4 separate regions of the Mus musculus genome follow, and regions 1, 2 and 4 are each linked to region 3. Evidence: chromatin contacts called from public HiChIP or PLAC-seq data. All regions are on one chromosome and are shown on one strand. Each heading gives the region's core, a stretch centred on a gene start, on an enhancer-like site or on the middle of the called end of the contact. The rest is flanking DNA. Distances are from core to core; before and after follow the strand shown.

Region 1 (3,297 bases), core at 163-2,662, 270 kb before region 3:
CTAGGAGGCACAAGCAAAAGGGGAAATAAGTAACTCACTCACAAAAGCTCGTAATAGAACAGTGGCTCCTGAGTGGTTTTTCAAAGCAAGCTTTACTGATTCCAAGACGTGAGAACTTCAGAGACCATACCTTACAGAGACTCCGTTATAAAACTGAATCTCCTGATTTTAGACTCTGGGTGGAAACTCTAAAGTTATGTCCCTCAGTTTTTAGGCATGATCAAATGTCAGTGCTCCCTATCTTGTCACTCTCACTTGGCACTGCCTTTAACTCATAACGGGAAAGATTATTTCTTCCATTTGTCTCCATTATTCCTCCTTAAAAAACCACCACATACAACGGACCCAACAGAATCCTGTATACTGGCTGATGGCCAGTTGCATCATTTAACTCCAGTCTCACCATGCCAGCCCACGCGTGAAACACAATCTACATTTCCACCAGATAAATAACAGCCCGCACTGCTTCTGGGAAGAACACACACAAAAGGCAGGGCTGCTCTACCTGCAAGACCCTTGAAATGGCCAAAGCACAGCACGGTTCTGGGAAATAGATACAAGGGCAGATTTGAGTCTATGAGGAAGTAACAATACTGGATGGATATGGTCCCTTGGCTTCAAAAATGTGGATCAACACAGGATATAATAATAATAATAATAATAATGTTCAGAGAAGCACGTGGGCATGCACGTGAGGCTGGAAGGTCCAGGCAACAGGTTAGTCAACCAGCATCTTCACTGACAAGTCGCCTTCCCCGGGTCGTGGGTGTGCCCGACGCTCACGCAGGCACAGATTCTAACGATCTCTCTAACAACCCGCTCCTACTCCCAGACCCGCCAGGGTAGAGCTGACGGATCTCTTCGCGGTTTACCCCAAAACTTTGCGAACCCCGAGGGTCCCCATTTCCGCGTTTGTCAGGTTTGCACAGTCGGCGTCTCAGTGTGGACGCGCGGCTGCTGAGGAACGCGGGCTTCTCCCGCTTCAAATTCCTAAAAGGAAACCGGCAGCGTCGCACTGGAGTCCAGTCACTTGTCCCTCGGCACCCCTCTCTCCAGCGCCCCCCTCTCACCCCCCCCCACCCCCACCCCAGAGCGCCAGGCCCGGGAACTGACCCTCCTCAGCCCCCGTCCCCGCCCCCGGAACCAGCGGCCGAGGGGCGTGGAGCGGCGCGCGCGGGTCCGGCGGGGAGGGGGAGCGCGTCCCCGCGCCCCGGGCCCGCGCAGCAGGTGCGGCCAGGCCCCAACTCTCACGAGCGGTCCGGGCGACTCACCCCGACGATGTCCCTCAGCGACCTAGAAGCCGCCACACACGTCTCTTCCGCCAGCAGCGACCCCGCCTCGTGGCCACCGCCCCCTCGACCGCCGCCGTCGCCGCCTTCCTCGCCGCCGCCGTCGCGGCGCGCGCCCGCTTTCACGCACACCGCCGTGGCCGCGCACGCGCTCTGCGCGCTGGCGTCACTTAGCAACGGCTCAACCGTGGGCCAGTAGAACCCAGGACGCCAGGGCCCCAGGTCGCCTCAGGCGGGGGTCTTGCGGCGTGTTTCCCCAGGTCGGAGCCACTGCCCCTCCAGTACTGGGCCCTGAGGGTGTGGCCGCCCTGCCGACACCTGGCTCAGGGTGAGGCACGTCATCACACGTCACTGAATAGCGTCATCGGTCGCGTCACTGCGTAAGGGGACGAGCCGGAGCGCCGGTTGGAGAAAGCCTCGTCTTTCTGCACTTAGTCGCTTGCCTGATGGACAGTCAGCTACGTGCGAGAAGTTGGACGAGGAGAATGGGCCAAGAGAGGCATTACCAGCATGAAGGTGCTACGAGGCCAGGCCTGAAATACCACGACTCAGTTTCCTCCTTCTGTCAGTGGGAAGACGGATACCCGACTTGCCTGCGCTAGAAAGGTGTCAACTTAGGACGAAATAATGCATGCGAGGCTGCGGGCGAACTGATCTCATTCGAACTCCTTATTTCAAGACCCTGACAGAAAGCCCGGACATAAGTCCTCGACACTCCAGGACTACCAAGTGTAACGTATAAAGCCCATTAGACTCCATCTTTCACATAAGAAGCAGGCACTGTGAACTTTGAAGCCGTAGAAATTGGGTTGTAGGTCTTTCCTGGCCGAAACTGGAGAGTCGTCACTCTTGAAAGTTACTTACCTGGGTGTGTGGGTTTGAAGATGGAAGACTTAATTCCAAGCAAAGACGACTTAAATGGGCAGTGAAAATGAACAGACACAGCAAGGGTTAGGGCTGGGCCAGTGAAGGATCAGAGCCACAACCTAGACTCTGGCGGTGGGGATGGAAACGCGGAGGCCAGCTCTGAGCGGGGGAATGAATAGGTAGGCCAGGTTTCTAGCGTGGTTGCTGAGACAGGTGGGAGTAACATTTAGCAAGACGGAAAGAAAGCTGCCTTTGTGTGTCAGTTACTAAATGGTAGTGACATTCCTTACGGATGACATGGTAGAACGATGGAATGTGGATACGTTGGTTGGGGAAACATTCTCCGCTCTCATCTTCCATGTGGAACGATATCCATCAATTTAATACATCTACTTTCCGATACACGTGTCCCCAATTTATTTGTCCTTGGAGAATTGACTTCGGGATTGGTACATTTAAAAAAACAAAGGGAGCCGGGCGGTGGTGGCGCATGCCTTTAATCCCAGCACTCTGGAGGCAGAGGCAGGTGGATTTCTGAGTTTGAGGCCAGCCTGGTCTACAGAGTGAGTTCCAGGACAGCCAGAGCTATACAGAGAAACCCTGTCTCAGAAAAACCAAAAAAATAAAAAGGGGGGGGGGGCAAACTGAAGTGGGAGATCTTTGAAGAAACAGAGCAAACCCTAGAGTTTAACATTAGGAAACTGCCCACAGGTGATACCCAATTCCAGCTTTGTTGTGTTTTATAGAATAATGTTTCCCACCAAGACCCATGCCCCCATCACCATAATCTGCTGATCTGTTCTGGAAAGTGACAGAAGGAAGTTGCAGACCTGGTTCAGTAAAAGTTATGAAGAGATTGCTCTGATGCTGCCCCGCTGGGCTAGGGACAAGAGCAACAGAGTCAGAAAAAAAGCTTATGAGAGAAGCAGGGGAGACTGCTTTGAAGCTACTGCCAGTCAGCCTTAAAAACGGAACAAAGGACTACAGGCAGCCTATAGAAGCTAGAAAGGGCAAGCGACTGGGTTCTTGAATCTAGGGCTTGATCTCTAGAAGTGTAACAAGAATTGGTATAAGCCACACAGTTTCTACTAACTTGTCACAACAGCTGTAAGAAACTAGTACAGCTGAGAATAAAGACAAC
Region 2 (3,162 bases), core at 117-2,616, 330 kb before region 3:
CTAGATCTACAGCCCTGTGAAGGTACTATAATCTAATGAGAATGGGTGGGGGGATGTCACAGCCAATGACAGCAGGGAGGAGGGGAGACGGAATAGATGGAGGCAATAAAAGAGATTCAAGTGCTTTACCCCAACAAATGCTACAGTTTTAGTACACATCTAATGAGGCTCCCACAGAAGACTAGCTAATATGAACAACATTCTCCATATACCAAAGAAGGCCTACATGCTCAGAGCAGAGACGAGATCATAGCATCTCCTGTCTCTCCGCTTACAACACTACCACCCTGGCAACCTTACTCAAAAATACATGCCTGCTCTCAGTGACCCGTACTTATAAATTTGTGTATATGCTACTCTCAACTGATGAGTGCAGAAACCCTGACATCTATCAGTGTTACAAGCTCGGGACTGAGTACAGTGTAGAGCACAAAGCAGGTGCTAATTTGCTGAATGAGTAAGCAGTGAACGAACGAACGAACGATCGAACGAACGAACGAAGACAATTTTCTTTCCTGGGCTAGTGAAGCATGCCTAAATCCCTGTTCTGAGTAAAAACAGAGCCCCTCTAGTGAGGTATTTATCATCACCGAAGGCCTCTAATGTAACCCCTGAGACTAGAAGACAGACTGGCAAATGTTCTGCAACACCCCTTCCTTTTTCTGCGACATACTTGACACATAATAATTTCTTGCTCTAAGAAAATGGGAATAAGGAGGGAAAGGAAACAGTAGTTATTCAAACAAGCAACGGGCATCAAAGGGAAGCATTGGTAGAGAATCAAGTGCCTGCTACAAGAAGCAAGACCTGTCTCATCAGGGGTGCGATCACTAATTCAACTGTCCCAACCTAGCCCACCACAGTCTGCCTAAATTCAACATTTGATTTCAAAGAGTTTCTAAAGGATTAGAAACATATGTAGCATTCTGTAGCATTGGGATTCTTTAGCATTAGCCCACTTTCCTGAGCAGGATATAAAAGTAAAAAGTATTTCAAAACACTGACAGGGGTGACTGATATTTAAAAATTAAAATTTTATTTTCATAAAGCATCAATATAACACTTAACTGCAGTATCAATTCACATAACACACACAAACACACACGGGGGGGAGAGAGAGAGAGAGAAAGAGAGAGAGAGAAGTCGTTATCAATGCAAAGTTCTTACAAGTGACACAGTGAGGTTTGGTCTGAGGATAAAGATGCACACAGATAAACTGCAAGTCGCTTTTCTTCAGCTCCAGCTGAGGGTTAAGGTAGGAGGAGCTGGTGTTAGTAAAACTTTGGTGCACATAGAACAGCACCACACACACACCACTCCTGGCAAGGGTTCAGAAAGGTCAGTCACTTCCTTCCACTCATCATCACTGAAGTGATAACTGTGGTGTGAGGCTGGCGCTTCCTTACTGCCAGGAGACGCAACCACCACCATGCCAGGCGGACGCTGCCAGGGTTACCCCGCACAGGCAGAGGCATGGCAGACCTAGTGTTATGTTATGTGTTTTCTCAGAACCAAAAATATACAAAACCTGCTGTAAACATTCAAAAATGAGCAAGCCATTAGTTATTAGTTATTAAGATACTGTTTGTGGCAGGCTCAGGACAGTACAGGGAAGCACTCACAGGCTTGGCTGCTAGGAAAAGGCACAGTGGCATCTTAATAAAAGCCAATGTGCCAAAGATGCCAACCTTCTCTGAAGATCAAACAACAGCTCAGATTCTCAAAGGGTGATTAAAAAAAAAAAAGTCTGCTCTGTAGAAAACAAGCAGCCTTCCTGCTCAATAACTATCAAGCTCACAGGGTGCGGTTCTCCCGTTCAGTAACTATCGAGCTCACAGAGTACGGCTCCTGCTCCTTTTTGGTGAGGGCAGCATGCTCAGTGAGGCACAGATTCACCACAGCAAGGGTGTGAACTGAAGCCAGGGTTGGGGTGAGCGCCATCTGCAGCACAGCACAGGTTCCACAATGCCGACTGACTGACCTAAGTCTCAGAAAGAGGTGTAGGTCAAATCTCCCATGCCTTGATTGATAAAATACCACTTTTTTCAATTTAACAGATGAAATCTGCCATCCATACAAAGCATTAAAAACCTTCAACATGAACCTCAAATTTCAGTTTCCTACAGAAAACAAGCCCTAAAAAAGTAGAGCTGTTTGCCAGCTCAGGGAGTCTGCCACCACTCAGACCCTCTTAACGACTGCTCTGCTCAGATGGACAGTGAATGTTCAAGGCAATGCAGACTTCATCTCTCACCGTCAGTCAGCGCCTTACACCATGAACCTGCACTGGGTACAGAGTGGCCGCCTAGCACAGTGTCACGGTCTGAGTGCTGTCTGACAATCCTAAGACTTAGAACCCACACTCTATGCCTCTAAAAGCTTGTAATTTTACTCTGAGGGAAACCAAAGCAACACAAAAGACACTAAACAACAAAGGTGACATATGTACAAATACACAAATTAACTAACACAAGAAAAATTAAACCCTTACACACTAAGGAAGTATTTGCAGAGTGAAGTACCCACAGGAAGTTCATTTAGAACATTGTTTAAGCAGTCAATAAATGATTCTGAAGGGAATCAAAGCATCCTTGGATAGTCAAGTAAGGTCTAATTCTTAGATTTATCTTAAACTGCTGTTAGAACAAACACCTAAGCTGACGAACGATTTATGAAGCAATGCAGGAGACATGTTAAAATGCTTGTCCTCATTGCCGGGCATGGTGGCACACGCCTTTAATCCCAGCCCTTGGGAGGCAGAGGCAGGCGGATTTCTGAGTTTGAGGCCAGCCTGGTCTACAAAGTGAGTTCCAGGACAGCCAGGGCTATACAGAGAAACCCTGTCTCAAAAAACTAAAATGCTCGTCGTCTTTAAAGCTTTCTAACTGATGCTGATCCTGAGGCCCCTCCCTCCTCTCATTCCCACCCTCTCTTAGGGCACCTTTGCTCCATCAGCTTTCTGGTCTGGAGCCAACGTACTGCGGTGGTCTGACTTGAGAATGGCCTCCATGGGTGCATGTTATCTGAATGTTTGGTTCTCAGTTGGTAGACCTTCTTGATTAGGGGGTGTGGCCTTGTGGGAGGAAGCTTGACACCGAGGCTGGGCTTTGGGCTTTCCCATGCAGAACTGAGTTCGTGCATGCATGCATGCATGTGCCTCAT
Region 3 (3,438 bases), core at 276-2,775:
TTTCTTTCTTTCTTTCTTTCTTTCTTTCTTTCTTTCTTTCTTTCTTTGTTTCTTTCTTTGTTTCTTTCTTTCTTTGTTTCTTTCTCTCTCTCTCTCTCTCTCTCTCTCTCTCTTTCTTTCTTTCCTTTTTTTTTTTTTTTAATTTGAAGGTGTCATTTGTAACTCAAGCCTGGCAAAGACTATGCATTTCATTTTCTCCCCTAATCTCTCTCCTTTCCTTTCTTTTTATTTTCCTGTGAAAAAGAGTGTTCCTTCCTGTCTCCCAATTACAACTCCGTGACAACTCGGCCGGCCCTCCACTCACTAAATCCCCAGGGCCTGGCATTTATGACAACACAAAGGCTGTAATTTATGCCTTGATTACTTCTCTGTCCTGTCATAAAACCAGTTATGTTTTTACATTAATTGATGTTCTCCATTGATGGTCATATTCTGGCTCCTCATCTCTTTCTCCAAGTATCCATTAAAATTACGACCCTTGGGAGCAGAGAGATGACTCAGTGGTTAAGAGCACGTGCTGCTCTTGTAGAGGACCCAGGTTCAGTTCGCAGCACCCATGCCTGTGGCTCACAACCACCTTTAACTCCAGCTGCAGGGGATCTGACGCCCTCTTCTGGCCTCCTTGGGCAGGTGCACTCATGTGTACACACCCACCCATGTGCACACATAATTAAGAACATCTAGATATCTATTATAATGTGTGATCTATAGCATAAGCAAGGTCTGCAAGGGCAGAGCACATATGGTCAGAGTCCTGTCTCTTACAATGGATCATCTCTTCCCGTGCTTGCTTGCCTACAACCTTATAGCCATGAGTCCCTCATGGTCATGTACCCCTCAGCACCATGTGAGGTCCCCGATCCCACAAAGGCACAGAAACACCCACCAATCCTTAGCTCTCCATGTAGCCACCTTCCAGATGAAGTTTATCTTTGGAGAACCCTCCGCTAAAAAGGATCACCCCTTTCCAACTGCCAACTCAGTTAGCCACAGCTGAGTCGCTCCACTGCAAGGTGTCACCTTTGCCGTCCATACCTAGCTAGGAGGAGGGGCATGTCTGTCTCTCTCCCAGCCCTTCAGCCATGGCTATAATTTTAATAACTCTATCATCAAGCATGGGTGGGTACTGCCCAGTTCTAGTACTCTGGTCTGTTCTTATGGACAAGCGTATTTGGTCTTCTGACCCAGACAAAGCATGTCCTGCGTGTGACACGAGACTTTGTGATTACACTGGGTTCCTCTCCTCTGTGTCCTCTAATCCGGCCCACAGCACTTTTCACTTGGAGAGAGGCCATCCCAAGCCTCAAGTGGTTCGTGCTCCTTACAGACCCTGGGACGGAACACACGGTAGCTCTTCGCTGTCGCCTCCGGGCCACTGCTTTGAGAGGCTCCATTCAGTGAGCTGAAATGCACAATTAGGGGGTGAAACAATAATTTTTTAAAAATGCACTGGGGATCATCTTGAGAACAAACAGTTTGGGGAGGGCAGGAGGAAGTGGTTTCGCTTGAGTTAAGGCTGTTAAAATGTGGGTTAGACTCCATAGTTCCTCTGATCAGAAGCCTCCCGAGGTCCTTGCATTACCTCGAGTCAAGGTCAAAGGTATCCTACATACATATAATCCAGACCTCCAGTCCTGCCTCCATCCTCCCCTCTCACATCCCTCCCTCCAGCTAGCTCTCCATATCTTCCTATTACTTAGACCACAGGACTCCGCGATTGCACTTCCTGGAACATGCCCTGACCCTGAAATACCACTGTGGTTTCTTTCTTACCTCTTCCAGCCCTTGCTTAGGGGTCACTCACCCTAAGTACAGATGTTGATCTGTTTCAAGCCTCACCTCAAACCCTAACCCCGTGACGTAACTTTTCTTGTATCTGCCACAGACACACTCTGCTTTTATTATTTACTTGCTTTTATTGATCAGCCACCAGTTAAAATGTAAACTCCATTGCATCCAGAACCTGTATCCGATCTCACTGCTGTACCTTGGTGCCCAGGAGACTTTGTTGGCTGAATCAGCAATGCTAAGTCCTCCCAGACTCTAATGAGTCTGACCAGCGGGACTGATGCATAGAATGTGATGGTTTCCCCTGGGTAGGAAGAAAAGCAGCAGACAGAACTCTGTGCAATTATTAACTATGTAATAAAAGATGTTGCTGTGCGGCTGGAGAGGCTGGATAGGTATCTGATAAATACCTTCCTAGCATGCACAAATTTCTGGGTTCAATCCCCAGTATTGGGAAAACGATTTTTTTAGGCAGGGCTTCATTCATTTCTGGCTGAGCCTGAACTTGCTCTGTAGGCTTACAAATTACGGGGTCCTTTTACCTCCATCTCCTGAGGGTTGGGATTACAGCCATGTACCACCATGTTCCAGCCAGTGATGGACTACGTTCTGGGATTGCAAGCCCTTTCCTCCCTTAAGTGGCTTCTGGCCAGGGTGTTTGTTTTATCATAGCAACAGAAATGAAACCCGTGAAGATAGTCTTTCTTACTTTGAGTTTTTCTATACCTAAGTGTTATCGACATAGACTTGTCCACTCTTCTCCAATAGCAATTTGAGTCCCCTTTTAAGTATACATATATATATGTGTGTGTGTGTGTGTGTGTGTATACACACACACACACACACACACACACACACACACGATTCCCATCTTTTATCTGTGACCTATGTTGCAGGATTTGTGTCCTGTTTCCTTCTTTGGTTTTGCCTCTGCTTTTGAAGGTAGAAGTGTTGCTTGCCATTTGGCCTCTCTCCAAAAGGAATGTTCTAGTCAAAATAATCTTTCAGGCATCTGTGGACAGCCACGTTGCTACCATGAGTCGCTGCATCCGAGAGAAACCATAGGGGCCACAGACATCAACACAGGTGAATGCCAGACAAGTCAGGGGTCCTCTTTAATGAGACCCAGCTCAGCACATCCTTAGTCACTGATGGGCAAAGCACACGGTGGCAAAGCACCAGACTAATTTTCCTATATGAATTCTCTCAGGTAACTCAAGCTTCCAAATGGATCCATGGCCTCCTTGATACTCCCCTACTGCTACCTCTTCTCTTCTTTGATGGTTTCCAGGGCACTTAGAGCACAATGGAATCTATTGCCACCTCTCTAACCTTATCTAGAGCATCCTCAGTAGAGCAACCCTATCTAGAGCATCCTCAATAGAGCAACCTTATCTAGAGCAGCCCCAATACAGCAACCTTGTCTAGAGTCTTAAAACATGTTAGAGACCCAGACCTGGTGGGTAGATCCAGGGATCTACTGTGTGGATACTGACCTAAATCAGGGATGGTGATAGGTGGGACAAAGTGGCAGGCCACGTCATAAACCAGATCTGACAGGATGCATTGAGCATATTGCCAAGGCCTACAACTTTCTTCTATAGCTTATGTTCATTCATTGCTGCTCAAGGATGGCAGAGAGAGGGTTCT
Region 4 (3,385 bases), core at 361-2,860, 390 kb before region 3:
GTCCTACCTTATGATTCAATCTTAGCTGTCAAATACTGGCAACAGTACATCTCTTAAGGAAATCAGCTTGTCTGTTTGTACACACCAAGAAAAAAAAAATCTCATTCTTAAGTGAGAAGAAACCAAAGTACAGAAAATAAAAGAAACCCAATCCGTGCCATCCTTGGTCCTCCACCCAGCCTGACAACGCAATCCATGCCAACCTCAGTTCTTCAGCTGTCGCTATAACAATCAAACCAACACTCCCTCATGCCGCCATGACAGTCAACATATCTCATTCATCTCTTCTCTGTCCGGTTCCATTTTCAATCCTGTTTATTGTCTTTCATGTTGAGAGACTACTTTCCAAACTATGGGGAGGGTAAGACTATCATGAAAGAAGCTTTTTGGTCAGGGTTAAATTCCCACTAAAGTAAAATTCCTTCACTGCTTGCTTTGTCATGGATAACATGGGAAAAGAATAACCAGATCTCATTTAGAGGAAAACCCACACACAGAACAGCCTAAGGCAATGTGTAAGGCAGAGAGAAACAAAGGCCAGACTTCCCACCAGAGACCCCACCAGGCCTCCAGTATCTGTTGCCATTCAGCCGGTGGGCGGGCACCTTTTACAGGAGGAAGATGGTGGGAGGGCTGACAGTTACAGGAGCAGGAGACTGGAGCTGTACCCTCCATTTCCAGCAGTAAAAGGGGGCTGACACGTCCACCTACTAAGACAGTGTGTGCAAGGATCAAATGCAGAGAAGAGCTCCAGGAGCAGAGGAGGGAGGTAACATAATCTAAACCCTGCATCACTCACTCTCCAGCAGCCTCCTTCAGAAGCTCCTCAGCTTCTACCCGAGAGCCAGCACACTGTGGTTCAATTAGCGGTGACACCGGACAATGATACTTTGTGGGAGAGCTTGTGTGTGCACAGGTACACAAACACACAGCACACAAACAACGTAATACTTATAGTATGGTAAGGAAAATTACAATGTACACAAACATGAATTCATTAAAAACCTGTTAACCCTCAGTGTGCTGAAAGACTGCATTTTCCGTACAAAATCACCTTTCAAGCTTTCCATTTAAAATTTCATTCCCAAAATATTGCCATGCACATAAAAATTACAATGATATAAAAGTATGATAAACAGTTGATGAACCTTGTTTATAGGATTTTGGAAAACCTAAACAATTTAAATGTAGAATTTTATCTAAAAATAAGGAGATATTTATGTACTTTAGCGCTTAAAATTTCTTCGAATTATGAACAAAATCTCCAGAGTTTAGGAAAGTAAGATAGCTTGTTTCGAGCTAACAATTATTTTGAGAGAGCAAAAGTTTCTTTCTCCAGCACCTGCAGAAACAGTGTTTACTGAGAAAGAATGACTTGTGTCTACAGACAGAGGGCTGTAATGGGCAGTTTTGGTGGAACACATCACAGCAGTGCAAGCCAGCTGCCACAAACCTGTCGTCTGGTTTTGACTTGGACTCATCTGATTTCTGAGAGCAGTCAGAGCTTGGAGAACAGCGGGGCATTTGCTTTGCTGACTACTGAGAGTCAATGGTGGCATGGGCTGGGCTCACAGGGTCCTCCGGCAGGATGCCTGAGAAAAGAGAGTTCTCATTCGTCTTGCAGGTGCCAGGATAAGGGCTGTCACATGGGACATTCCTTCTCTCTGTTTAAATACTGAGAGTAATTTTCATTTAAGAAGAACAGTACTATGAACCTCCTTCATTGAAAGAATGAGTTTTAGCAGAAAAGGACCTCCAGTTAACCTAGTGTAGCCGTAGTTACACTGAATGCAAATTTAAAATAAAAACAGAGTGTGGAATGGGGGGGAGGGGGCAGGGCTGAGGACAGCATTGACTTGTGCCAGCCTGGGCTTGACGGAAGCCTCTCTGTAGTCTGATCATGCAATGAAACTGATTTAGTGGTTTTTGTTATAATTAGTCACATTAATTAATGCTAAAAAACAATGTTAACAGTATATTATTTTCATCTAGTTAAATAAAGGATTATACACATTTGTGTAAATTACACAGCATTAAACATTTAAATAACTTGAAATGAAGCCATTACTGTCATTCAAACAAGTTTCCACAGCTAAAGGCTGAATGTTAAGTATGAACGGATTCAGTATTACAAGAATATGAATCCTTTATCTTTGAAGAAAAATGAGAGTTGATGACTTCTCCCTTGAAAAAAGTGGTTTGCAGTGGCATAGCGCCCTCCAGTGGCCAAGTGTTCAAAATGCAAGTCTCAGAGGCCACTGTTCCATTCTTTTCACACTGAACAAAGGGAGTAACATGAGCGCCTTTATTTATTTATTTATTTATTCATTTATTTATTTAATTTTTTTTTTTTAAAGATTTATTTATTTATTATATGGAAGTACATTGTAGCTGTCTTCAGACACTCCAGAAGAGGGCGTCAGATCTCGTTACGGATGGTTGTGAGCCACCATGTGGTTGCTGGGATTTGAACTCTGGACCTTCGGAAGAGCAGTCGGGTGCTCTTACCCACTGAGCCATCTCACCAGCCCTATTTATTTATTTTTAACACGAGTGCTTATCTCGTCACATTTATCATGTCATACTATCTTCCCACTGTTACTTTTCCCTCACAAAATTTAAACCTCTTTATTCAAATCTCATTTGTTCCTTCTAAGACAAGCTCTGAGGGACAGGAGACAGACAGAGCCTCACACGGGTTCAGGGCTTCAGGAGAAGCGAGTGGATCCCTCCAGTCCCAGGCCAGTGGCTGGCCTTCTGCAGTAGAAACTGACAACTGACTCCTAAACGTTCAAATTTAAACAAGATCATAAAAATCACGGGACACTCTTCTGTTACACAACCTGTGAGCATTGTAACAGCAAGTTAGGGTCATAAAGTATCCGGTACTCTCTTTCTGTGTGTCAACAGTTTTCTAGAGCCAAATAGTTTTCCTGAGGTGGCAGGAAGCAGCTCCCTCAAGCTAATACAAAATGCTTCTGATCCCGCCCCCCAAACATTGATCTTTCATAGTCAAAGGATCATACTTTCATTCACAATAAGAACCAAAATGAGTAAGGTTGTTATAACATTCCCAGTTTTCTACTCATAAAAAGCCATAAGGCATGAAAACACTGCCCCAGATCATAAATCAAACAGTTACTGAGTAGAATGAACTAGGCTGTTTTCAAGAGAATAATACAAATTAATGATTTTCCTCTTTTGTTTATGCAAAAAATATAAAGCTTTGAACATGTTGGAAAATAGTCAGTCTTGTCATAGGAACCAAGGATGCAGTGCTACAATGACAGCAACAGTTCAGGTCCAAACTCAGACCGCTCTGTGGCGAGCAGAAAGTCTTCATCTATGTACAAGGAACAATGGGTTCCCATCTCATGCCAACACT

The links. HiChIP or PLAC-seq counts read pairs in DNA pulled down with a chosen protein or histone mark.
Region 1: a contact with region 3 is called in an H3K4me3 HiChIP or PLAC-seq map of the SCID.adh cell line, with 16 read pairs. The contact joins the promoter of Btbd9 here to the enhancer-like site in region 3. A contact is called at or near these places in 2 of 39 promoter capture datasets (cranial neural crest and stem cell-derived epiblast-like cells), 1 of 484 Hi-C or Micro-C datasets (myocytes), 5 of 115 datasets of contacts at active chromatin or transcription factors (the SCID.adh cell line, embryonic stem cells, neural progenitor cells and 1 more) and 3 of 9 other capture datasets (adipose tissue, liver and pancreatic islet).
Region 2: an H3K27ac HiChIP or PLAC-seq map of the HPC-7 cell line shows a contact between it and region 3, with 6 times the contacts expected there. The contact joins two enhancer-like sites. A contact is called at or near these places in 1 of 484 Hi-C or Micro-C datasets (uterus), 2 of 115 datasets of contacts at active chromatin or transcription factors (the HPC-7 cell line and neural progenitor cells) and 3 of 9 other capture datasets (adipose tissue, liver and pancreatic islet).
Region 4: a contact with region 3 is called in an H3K4me3 HiChIP or PLAC-seq map of the SCID.adh cell line, with 9 read pairs. The contact joins two enhancer-like sites. A contact is called at or near these places in 4 of 15 datasets of contacts at CTCF or cohesin (embryonic stem cells and stem cell-derived epiblast-like cells), 19 of 484 Hi-C or Micro-C datasets (embryonic stem cells, liver, myeloid progenitors and 8 more), 3 of 115 datasets of contacts at active chromatin or transcription factors (DN3 thymocytes, the SCID.adh cell line and embryonic stem cells) and 4 of 9 other capture datasets (adipose tissue, embryonic stem cells, liver and 1 more).

What each region holds. Positions count from the first base shown.
Region 1 is chr17:30,574,875-30,578,171 of GRCm38.p6, forward strand. It overlaps Btbd9 (BTB (POZ) domain containing 9), which reads right to left and starts at 1,413. Exons shown (of 11, transcript NM_027060.1): 1 at 1,272-1,413.
Region 2 is chr17:30,508,460-30,511,621 of GRCm38.p6, forward strand. All of the region lies in intron 6 of Btbd9 (BTB (POZ) domain containing 9), which reads right to left. Among named protein-coding and RNA genes, the nearest start is that of Btbd9, 66 kb to the right of the region's middle. Within about 2 kb of position 1,367, at least 12 of the 459 cell types and tissues checked have an H3K27ac peak or open chromatin away from gene starts, as enhancers often do. A contact at or near this core is called in the HPC-7 cell line, where this site is marked.
Region 3 is chr17:30,840,751-30,844,188 of GRCm38.p6, forward strand. All of the region lies in intron 88 of Dnah8 (dynein, axonemal, heavy chain 8), which reads left to right. Among named protein-coding and RNA genes, the nearest start is that of Gm41561, 16 kb to the right of the region's middle. Within about 2 kb of position 1,526, at least 31 of the 459 cell types and tissues checked have an H3K27ac peak or open chromatin away from gene starts, as enhancers often do. A contact at or near this core is called in the HPC-7 cell line and the SCID.adh cell line, where this site is marked.
Region 4 is chr17:30,452,826-30,456,210 of GRCm38.p6, forward strand. All of the region lies in intron 6 of Btbd9 (BTB (POZ) domain containing 9), which reads right to left. Among named protein-coding and RNA genes, the nearest start is that of Btbd9, 120 kb to the right of the region's middle. Within about 2 kb of position 1,611, at least 11 of the 459 cell types and tissues checked have an H3K27ac peak or open chromatin away from gene starts, as enhancers often do. A contact at or near this core is called in the SCID.adh cell line, where this site is marked.